Regions from separate parts of the Arabidopsis thaliana genome. Here region 1 is linked to region 2. The links are chromatin contacts, called in public ChIA-PET maps. All regions are on one chromosome and are shown on one strand. Each heading gives the region's core, a stretch centred on a gene start, on an enhancer-like site or on the middle of the called end of the contact. The rest is flanking DNA. Distances are from core to core; before and after follow the strand shown. Region 1 holds the start of AT4G31420 (Zinc finger protein 622). Region 2 holds the start of PBA1 (N-terminal nucleophile aminohydrolases (Ntn hydrolases) superfamily protein).

Evidence for each region. ChIA-PET counts read pairs in DNA pulled down with a chosen protein or histone mark.
Region 1: an H3K4me3 ChIA-PET map of shoot shows a contact between it and region 2, with 10 read pairs. The contact joins the promoter of AT4G31420 here to the promoter of PBA1 in region 2. A contact is called at or near these places in 3 of 26 Hi-C or Micro-C datasets (root, rosette leaf and shoot) and 1 of 2 datasets of contacts at active chromatin or transcription factors (shoot).

The regions. Positions count from the first base shown.
Region 1 is chr4:15,245,233-15,250,625 of TAIR10.1, forward strand. It overlaps AT4G31420 (Zinc finger protein 622), which reads right to left and starts at 2,826. Exons shown (of 5, transcript NM_202923.2): 1 at 2,427-2,826; 2 at 1,590-2,156; 3 at 1,329-1,498; 4 at 1,008-1,226; 5 at 584-911. The coding sequence starts at 2,531. The coding sequence ends at 755. AT4G31430 (flocculation protein) reads left to right here and starts at 3,224. Exons shown (of 14, transcript NM_001036687.1): 1 at 3,224-3,548; 2 at 3,883-3,935; 3 at 4,085-4,173; 4 at 4,337-4,443; 5 at 4,523-4,614; 6 at 5,049-5,219. The coding sequence starts at 3,278. It overlaps AT4G31410 (E3 ubiquitin-protein ligase, putative (DUF1644)), which reads left to right. Exons shown (of 4, transcript NM_119290.3): 3 at 206-242; 4 at 319-606. The coding sequence ends at 242.
Region 2 is chr4:15,185,132-15,190,247 of TAIR10.1, forward strand. It overlaps PBA1 (N-terminal nucleophile aminohydrolases (Ntn hydrolases) superfamily protein), which reads left to right and starts at 3,617. Exons shown (of 9, transcript NM_001203950.1): 1 at 3,617-3,670; 2 at 3,794-3,898; 3 at 4,074-4,150; 4 at 4,343-4,398; 5 at 4,493-4,565; 6 at 5,067-5,116. The coding sequence starts at 3,796. AT4G31290 (ChaC-like family protein) reads left to right here and starts at 644. Exons shown (of 9, transcript NM_119278.6): 1 at 644-1,123; 2 at 1,704-1,828; 3 at 1,946-2,022; 4 at 2,134-2,190; 5 at 2,271-2,327; 6 at 2,417-2,457; 7 at 2,574-2,645; 8 at 2,742-2,821; 9 at 2,957-3,353. The coding sequence starts at 1,720. The coding sequence ends at 3,147. It overlaps AT4G31280, which reads right to left and starts at 874. Exons shown (of 2, transcript NM_119277.1): 1 at 798-874; 2 at 670-754. The coding sequence starts at 874. The coding sequence ends at 670.

The DNA.
Region 1 (5,393 bases), core at 1,576-4,075, 59 kb after region 2:
ATTATTCTGCATTGATATTAAAGGCTTACCAGTGAGCCTGGTTTTTAGGCACCTCTTGAATGACAAATTAGCTAATCAGGCCCCATTGTGTGATATTTCTGGCATAATAGCTTGGGGTGTTGACCTGGTTTAGTAGCTTTCTTGTGCTATATATGATGGTTACTTAAGAGACATTGCTTGATGCCTTGTTTTCTCTGATTTACAGTTCAAGAAGGCGTCGAACCCGCTTCTATGAAAATTAGGTATTAACCTTCTGTTTCTATGCTTTTGGTACTGTCTTCTTGTGAATCTGTAATGTTCCTTTTCGTTCTTTCTCAGTCAGCTGGAAAATGAAGCGAAGCAAATGATGCAGACCAGCCTATTTGTAGCCAGTGTTCTTGGTTTTGGACCTCTTTCTTCTTTTTCTTTTTGTTTCTACACATAAATTTTATTTTAGGTTTGTCTTGTGACATTACTCGCAGCAGTCGCAGCCTTTGTACAAAAACTAAACAAAAAGCCTTTTTGGGATATTGTAGTACCCTTTTGTCGTTGTCTCTTCTTTGTTTTACATGCATCTCTGGACAATGTAGATATTGAGAGTAAATCAGAAGTCAACGTTCGTGTATTAATTTTTAACATTTCTATTTCAGTGAACATACTCTTTTTAAAGCTTACTCTTATTACCAAGTAGCAACACAACTTGGTCAAAGACTCAAAAGTACATGAAATCATCATACAATCCAACACTTGAGAACAAGTGGCACATACACAGAAACTAATATGGGACGTTATTGGGCAAGTTTCTTATGACATTACTCTTCACTCCGATCTTGGTACGCATTGTCTCGCCTCTCTTGCTCATCTCCTTGCGCACTTTCATCCTCAAAGTCTCCTCTTTCGACGGTACTGTCTTCAGACCCAGGCTCTTGTACCTGAGAATTTACCATTTGTTGGAATAACCTTAGTTTACCTTGCCGATTATCTGATTGGATAGACTCGGATGATTAACGGGTTTGGAGAAAACAAACCTTGAAGATAAAGAGGCAATTATCTGGTTGCTGTCTTGAGAAGTTGGGCGTGGCTTCTGTCTGTAGTAACGCATGAATTCACGGGACCCGAGAGTTTTAGACGTTGTTGTGTTCTCGGACTTCTCCGTGATCAAGAGCTCAGAACCACCAACGAGTTCTACAGTATTGTCTGTTTCACCAGATACAACAATTTGCTTTCCAGCTTCATCAACATAGCTGCTCAATTCATATATTCCAAAGAAAGGTGCGGATTAAGATTTGGCATAGAACGAGGAATACAGGCGAGAACAAGAATAATCAGAGATAGAAGAGAGTTGAAACCTGCTGCTGTAGTCATAAAACTCTTCTAGCTCAGCATCTTCTTCATCATCACCATCACCATAATGCAGTTTGCAATGACTCTTTGCTTCCATATGTTTTCTTACAGCTTCTAAGCTGCTGAATGGACGGCACAGCTCATTGCAGTACAGACACATGAAGTCTCTCTTGACCTAAATGATGAGCAATGTATAAGTAAACAGGAGTAAGAATTTCAAAGCTTGACAACAACGAACACTGAATGGTAAATTGATGAGTCCAAACCTTAAGACCAAGGTAAGTGAGAAGCCCTTCAGGATCCTTGAGATACTCAATATCGGGAATAAAGAAACCATGATGCTTATGCATGTGAAGCATACAGCTCTCTAAGGTCTTATGTTTTTTGTCACACATCAAACAGCAGGTTGGATCCAGCTCATACTTATCTGCATCACCATCATCATCCATATCTTCAGCAGATCCAGACTCATTCACATTCAACTTAGACAAAGAATCAGAGGCTTCTTCAGCAGCCAATTCCTCGTCAGAATCAACCTCCACCCATTCATCTTCACTATCATCATCAATGGAACCCCTGTGTTGAACACGGCGAGGAAGTTGCCTGATAATCGCTATATCCTCCTCTCCGTTGATTGATGTCCCTTGTGAAACCCGCAAAACATGGCTACGCGACTGAAGATGCTGCTCATGAGCCTTGGAACTCCTGTAACCTTTAGCACAGATTGCACAAGTATAAAGCATAGGTGCTTCATTTGATTTATTCTTCTCCTGAGCAAGAGCAGATTGTCTAGCCTCAAACAAGGCTTCTGTAACTCCAGGAACTCCAGCCACCTAACATAAAAAATTACAGAAATACAAAGATTCAAATGCCTAGAAGTAACCAAATCTATGATTATTGAAATCCTTGTTCCTTAGTAGAATAAGCTTCAAAACAAATTTTCATATAAACTCTACGATTCCATAACCTTAACTAAACAATTTCGATAGCAAAATGGAAAAGCTGTTTCTCAGAAACTTTCATCTCATCACCGACGCAAGATTTTCCCGAGAAACAGATAGGCTTGAGTTCAAATTCGATAGAGAAAGCAGAAGAAATGAAACCTTGCGCTTGAGATTGTAGCGGTGCCAATCGGATTTGTAATGAAGGTTACGTTCTTCTTCGTCCTTGAACTCCATGTTACACGCGTTACATGTTAAACCAGGCATCTTCTCTCCTTCAATATCGATCGATTCTAGAAATGGAAACTGGAGAAGAAAAGAAAATCAGAGAAAAGATAGTTGGGAGGATAAGATTTGTTGTTGATATGTGTAGAGCAACGACGGCTCGTAAATGGATCGGCGATCGTGTTTGTCTCTAAAAAAGCGTCGATTGATGATGATTGATTGCCATCAAAATGAAAAGGAAGGCGCCCCGCCCATTTTAGATCCGATCGGGTTGGAACTGACCCGTTCCTGACCCGATACAAGAGTAGCCCATTTGGCCCATTCTTTTAGCCTTTTTGTAACACTGACACAGTTGACGAATTAAGTATTACTGTATGAGTAACCAAAAAACATTTTTCTAATATTGTTTTTAAAATAACTACTTACAACTTGATTAATTACTTCGTTTAATCATGTAACTTTTTTTTCTTCCAAATTCTAATCTCTCTATTAAATTACTGCATTTATAAGATCTAAACATCATGTGATATGTTCAAAATATGAAAAGAGAAGAATATAATACATGATTTTACTACGATTAATTTTTTTTAATCGCAATGTTTTGTTTTTGCCTAATTTTATTAGTGGAAGAAATTTTAACCGCAGGCCTGTAATTTAGGAAACTAACTATTCACCCCCAATTAAAAAAAAAAACAAGAAGACGACAAATAACGAGAAATTACCAATTTTTCCTCAACACTTTCATTATTTCCTACAACGAACTTCTCCCTCCTCCTCTCACTTTCACCATGGATTCCGTCTCCGGTTACGCCGCCGGAGCAGGTCAGCCTCGAGTCGGTGGGAAAATTGTTCGACCACGACGCACCGCTGTTGTCAGGACGCCGTGTGAGCGCCCCGTTCAGAGATCCCGAGATCCTCCTCAGCAAAACCCTAGTTGGATCTCCAGGCTCGTTTACAAACCCGCCAGCGTAATTGCTTCCGGCGCCGGAAAATTCATTTCTTCCGTCGTCTTCTCCGACTCTTCCTCATCTTCGGAGGAGGACGAGGATTCATCTTCAGGTTTGTACCATTTATTTCAGTTTAGATAGGATTAATTTGAATTTTTGGTTTATTGTCTGGTCGAATCTGAAAGCTACCGTTTCGTTTGAAATGTGAAGTTTGACTTAAAGCTTTCCCATTTTCTCTTTCCTTTAATATGTGGGACTTAAGAGCAGTTAAGCATTGTTGTACTCTATTTAGTTAGGTTACTTCTAAGCTATAAACTTCATACTAATTCTAAAGCTCTAATTTTTATTCATATAATGTAGTTCTGGGATTGAGAATACCAACCAGCTTTGTTGTGTCTTATTCTTTTAATGTATGGATTTTTATATGTTTTCTTCTTTGTTTGCAGATATTGATGGTGATGAGGATGTTGAGAAGAACAATCCCGATTTTACTGAAGAGGTACTAACCACCTTGTTCGTTTTGGTGATTGCTATGCCACTGTAGTCCTATGATAATTGTTTGAAGTAAAGTTCGTGAAGCTAACACGTTTTCAACTGAGAGTTTTTTTTATAAAAGCATAATTTCAGTTTTTGTGCTTGTGTGAATAGGACCTTCTGAGTGCCCAGCAACCAAGCATTCAACGACTCAGTTCTAAGCGTGTAATTGAGCAGCTTCTCTTGCAAGAAACATTTGCAAGGTATTTCTCTGCCTGGCTTTTTGGACATCATAAGTAGCAGCCTCCTCGACTATTCTTATTATTTACACCTCATAGCTTAAAGAATCTTTCTGAGACGTGTGTAGTTACCAAATCTAAGCTGATCTTGTATCCTGCTTATTCATTCATGTGTATGTTGTTTCAGGGAAGAGGGTGATAGGTTAATAGATATCATCAAGGCTAGGGTTGTAGATCATCCCAGCGTCCCCTCTGCTATTGAGACGAGTCATGATGACTATGGATTGACAAGCGGTATGTTACTGATGGTAGACTGTGCAAGTAGACCGGATTAGTCTATGTGATAACGTCTTCTTTTCTATTTTATTTCTAGACGTGAATGTGGGTGAAATGTCCAATACAGCTGTCATGGAAGCAAGAAAATGGTTGGAGGAGAAGAAATCAGGATCAAGTTCAAAGTATAAAGTAAGTTCTGGAAACTTGCTTCTTAACTGTTCTAATTGCTGCAGCCTGCAGGTATCAACTTTTTTGTGATATCTTGTCTCCGTGCTCTAAGCCATTATTATTATAGAAGGAGACATCTTCTGTTTGGGTAAAATGATTTGATTGTTATATGCCAATCCATGTGATCAGCAACTTAAAGCTCTCTTGCAAAAGTAGGTTGTTCAGAATTCTGCGTGTGGCCATCTGGTGACGTTAATTCTGAAATGTCCTGATTGGGAAATACCTTTTTGTCCGCTTAAAATGCAAAAGATCCATATTGTTGCTCTTCTTTTGACTATGAAGACCATTTACTTACATGATTTTGGTCAACTTCTGATAGCTTCGCTTCACAGTATTCTTTTTCCATTGTACTTTAAATGATGATCACCATCTCAGCCATTAGTTTAAATCTCCAGGCAACTGAAGATGGTGCTGGATCGCCTGTGGACGTGGCCAAGTCTTATATGCGAGCTCGTCTGCCATGGGGATCTCCAGCTGCGAATAATTTAGATTTTCGATCACCATCATCAGCAAGAGTGCAAGGGACACCCCTTCCTTATAGCGCTGGAAACTTTTCCTCATCCAAGGTTAGAATTTTAAGTTCTCCAGCAGTGCATACTTTTCTTTTGGTCAAATGTTGTTTGAAAGTCTGAAGTCGTTTCATCTTGGTTTATGAGATAAAATTCTCTGCTTAACTTCTATTGTTTATGTTAGATAACCACGAGGAATTTGTGGGACACTATTTCCAGCTATTCCTAAAG
Region 2 (5,116 bases), core at 2,367-4,866:
TAGTATAAATTTTTAGACAAAAATCTTTACTATGAGTCAAGCGAACCCACTTTAACATGTAGTATTTTACTGAACATTTCCAAATTACAAGACCTCATCATCCAATATAGAATACACTCACTCGCCTGATGAGTGATCCAATCCTCAAAAAGCATAGTAACAATTATAATAATGCATTTATTCCAATTTGATATTTGAAATAAACAAAGATATTTTTGTGGAGATTCATCTAGTTTTTGCTTTCTAGAAATATTTTTTATGGTATAATTCGAGAAGAAGCGATTAGTCGTGGGAAACATTTGATAGTTTAGTCTTATTTTTATGTACCAGTGACGTCGGTGATGGCAATGTATGTATATGGCTTTGTGTAACAAATACATTCTGACGTTTGTGTTTTTGTGACTGTGTCTTTGTTTGCCTCAAAATTCAAATTTTAACACTTTTTAAATAAGCCAATAAAAAAAAAAAGGAAAACACTTTTTTGTCTTTAGCTACCAAGGTAGACAAATTATTTGAAACTTGGAATATTTTAGGAATGTGTTTGGCTTCAAAAATAGTGAGATGAACAAATAAATTCTAGATTTTGGATATATGAGTTTCCATAAGAAACAAAACAAATATTTCAATTTATGAATTAGATTAAAAATTTCTTAACATGAGATACCTTGTTTAGAGAACAAAGATATTTCTTTTAGAAACAAGCGTCTTCACCGGCCAGTCACGTGACGAATGGAAAACGGAACAGACAAAAAATCTGCAGAACACAAAAAAAAAAAAAAAACATGCGTGGCATGAACAATACGGTTCGGTCTCCATCTCTCTCTCTATAAATGCTCTTCTTCCCACACATCGCCTCCTCCTCATTAAGATACATCTCGAGAAGCAGAGCAGAGAGAAAGAGATTCCGAGAGAGAGAGAGAAGGAGGGAGAGAAGGAGCTTAGTGGTCTCATTACCATTACCAGCTCCATACGAACCGAAACGACGCCGTTCGCTCAACCCTTTTCTCTGCAATCTCTCTTCCTCCCACGAGTTTCTCAGCTTTTCTCGGATCATCTAATTAAGAGAGGAGATCTTGTCTCACGGTGGGATTGATTTTTCTCTTCACGAAGATCGTGTTCCAGGGTAAAGTTTTGATTTTTATTCATCTTACTCATTTTGGTTAAAGTAGCTTCTGTTCTCAGCGATTTTCTCTGTCTCGTGTTTATGTTTATTGTAGTTCAGGAAATGTTCTTACTGTTCTGTTTGATTATATGATTATTGCACCAAATCTGGCTAGAAAAAGTCAATACCTTTTTCCCTTCTTTCTAGAATTTGGGAACACTGTTTACTAGATTTTTGTCTTTGTTCCAAAAGTTTGTTCATTCATGTCATTTACGGGTTATAACTGCACCACCATTGCTATGGAACGCATAACCTACCTAGAAAATCTTCCTTGCTTTTCAAAATAAAGAAAGGGAGAAGATTTGATTCTTTTATGAACTCTGAGCTGTCCTGAAGAGAACCCAATATTTGAGCTTATCTGTTTACATTTAAAGAGGAAGTGACAATAGAAACGCTGGTCCATCGTGATTTGTCTTACTTGTTTAGCTCTTGTCTTGTCTTTACTACATGGTGCCTTTTTCTGGCATTTACCATCCACAAAATCATGATTTGTGTCTAAATCTTAGATTTTGTCTTTTTTTTTGTGTGTGTGTATGTACAGCAATTAACTGCAGAAAATGGTGATGTGGGTCTTTGGCTATGGCTCTCTTGTGTGGAACCCAGGATTTCACTACGATGAGAAAGTGTTAGGTTTCATCAAGGGATATAAACGTGTCTTTGATCTTGGTAACCCTTTTCTGTTAAGATAACAGTTTTGGTTCTTTGCGTATTTGATTGATTTATCTATTCGTCCCAGCTGTTGATTATTGATTGATTGATTTGTGTTTTGATTTGACTTGGTAGCTTGCATTGATCATAGAGGTACACCAGAACACCCTGCAAGAACTTGCACCCTCGAGAAAGCTGAAGAAGCCATATGCGTAAGTAGCTATTCTTAATATGTGTATAGGATCTTAGAGTCTGTTCATGAGGCCTGCTTGTTACTCACACATTATTCTTTTCTTACTAACATTCCAATACTTTCTTGACAGTGGGGTACTGCATTCTGTGTCCGTGGAGGACCAGAAAAAGAACGTCTGGCTATGGAGGTATGTCCTTGCATCTGAAAACTAGATCGCTTGATGTATCATGGTCATGCCTTTGTGTTGATCTTTCTATTTGTACACAGTACTTGGAACGTAGAGAGTGTGAATATGATCTCAAGACAAGTGTAGACTTTTACAAGGTGAGTCAGGACTCAGCCGAGATTATTGAATAAGCCTATTATTCCTTATGCTACTAAAAATTGACCTCAAAAGTTTCTTCCTTACACAGGAAGATGATCCTCTAAAGCCAGCTGTAACTGGAGTGATAGTGTAAGTTGTTTCCTATGACACGGATCCATCAACAGCTGTTCTCACATCGATTTTTATTTTCTTCTACAAATCTTTGTGTTGTGATTTTGATGGATGCATTTCTTTACAATCTTCAGATTCACTTCTACTCCTGACAAGGTCTCCAACAAGTATTATCTCGGACCTGCGCCATTAGAAGACATGGCAAGGTATACACTTAGCTTCCAGCCCAATTTCTTCTGTTCCTTTAGTTTATGTGCCAGATTCTTGTCCTCACACTTAGCTGTTATTTTGTATATTCAAAGACAAATCGCGACAGCCAATGGACCATGTGGTAACAACAGAGATTATCTCTTCCTGCTCGAGAAGGCAATGCACGACATTGGTTAGTCCAAGCTCCATTTGAAGTCTTTATATGAATAGAACATCTGCCCAGGCTTTGTAGTCAAAGGTTCTGACCTTGATGGTTTTAAGAGAGACATTGTTTTTGATGTGTTAAGCCATTTTTTATTTCACACAGGGCATGAGGAGGACTATGTTATAGAGCTGGCAAACGAGGTGAGGAAGGTTCTGGCCGAGTCCTCGACTAAGAAGGTGACACCGGTGAAGGAATCAAGAGCAAGCCGTGTAGCTAACAAGTCGAAGAACAATGTCCCCACGGCTCATCAGATACTACCTCATCATCCAGAAGCTGTTGCCACTACAATATAACTCTTGTAGTTTTCTTCTTAATTGGCTTTAGAGATGAGTGAAATCAGGTCTTTTTTTTAATAATAATAACAAAGTAAGTTTGTTTTCTGAGTAGAGAAGTGTAATCTTTGTGTGTTTCGAACTTTGTTGTCTTGTGTGTTGTCCTAACGAGTGCCTACTTGTGCACCTTTTGAAGAAGATTAAAGCTAAAACAAAGTTTATAAACTAACGTAAGATCGAACAACATACGTCACATTTCAACAAAATGCAAAACCTTAGAGAAAACTTGATAACATTCCTAATTCCTTCACCGTGGGAGCAAATAACTGAAATGTGTATCGAGCTTGTATTTGGAAGATCCATGGACAAGTAGGTATTGGGCTTGTATTTGGAAGGGCCATGAGGACAAATATGTATTGGGCTTTTATTTGGAAGGTCCATGAGGACAAATAGATATTGGGCTTTCACGTTTTTTATCTGTCGCCTAACAAAACAAAAAAAAAAAGTAAAACCAAAAAAAAGAAAGGAGAGAGGCCGACTTGGGGTATAAGCCAGAGTTCTTCTTCTTTTTCAAGCTTCTTCTTCTCATCAGTCATCACCGGAATCTAATTTATACTCGCAAAACTCAGCGATTCGTTTCGTTTCTGACAAGTTTCCAATTCTACAGCAATGGATCTCAATCTCGATGCACCTCACTCCATGGGAACGACCATCATCGGCGTCACTTACAATGGAGGTGTCGTCCTCGGAGCCGACTCACGTACCAGCACCGGTGAGATTTCCCCCCTTCTCTACTTTTCTAGGGTTTTAGTTCCTCTTCGTTGGGTTTGTATTTGAGTTTTGTTTTCGTTTCAATCGGAACAAAGAATAATCCTAATCGATTGTTCTATTTGGGTAATTTAGAGAAAGCTGTTAAATTTGGGATCTGTTGTAAATTACTCGCGCAGGTATGTACGTAGCGAATCGAGCTTCTGATAAGATTACACAACTGACAGATAATGTCTACGTCTGCCGCTCTGGATCGGTAATAATCTCTCTTAGGGATTTCATTTTTGTTTTTGTTTGACCTGTTCTGCTGTGGAAACTGTTTAGCTTGCTAGACTTCTTATTGAATCTCTTTTGCTTACTGGGTTTCTTACTCGAATGTTTGTTGTTCTTGATTTACTTGCAAATGGGATATTGATTACAACAAGCTCTCTTCTTGTTCCTTTTGCAGGCTGCTGATTCTCAAGTTGTATCTGACTATGTCCGCTACTTCCTTCACCAGCATACGTGAGTGTCTTGATTGACGAAGCTGCATGACTTGATACTTATGCTATCTTATATATCCGGATGATTTAATAATTCGTTTTCTTATGATTTGCAGAATTCAGCATGGACAACCCGCAACTGTTAAGGTTTCTGCCAACCTTATCAGGATGCTCGCATATAATAACAAGGTACAAGTTTGCTTTTAAGCTTGCCGTTTGGTTTGGTTGTTTTACCAGCAATTTAGACTAAGAGTAGTGAGGAATGTGGATGTTGTTCCATTTTCTTGTAGAGAAAACATACCCATACTCGACTCAATCACGGATAACTTTTGTTTGGAAGTTTGACCCTGGGAAATATGACAGTTTGCTTATGTTTTTATTGCTTTATTATGACTAAAGCTGAAAATTTTGGGGCATAGAGATTGATGTTACATGTCAAACCTAGGATGCTAGTATTTATGAATCTCTTGTTGTTCGTAGTGTTACTGTTATGGTTGTTCTCTAGTCTAAAGTACGAACACTATTAATGGAAATGTAGAAAGTCTCTGTTGTAATGCTACTGTATGTAGTGCTCAAGAAGTATCTCAGTTTTCTATACTCCAAATCATATCCAGTTTGTTATTGTATGGTGATTCCTTGTTTTGATTACATGGATTGTTAACTGAAACATTGTATGTCTTTGTTGAGCAGAACATGCTCCAAACTGGTCTCATCGTTGGAGGATGGGATAAATATGAGGG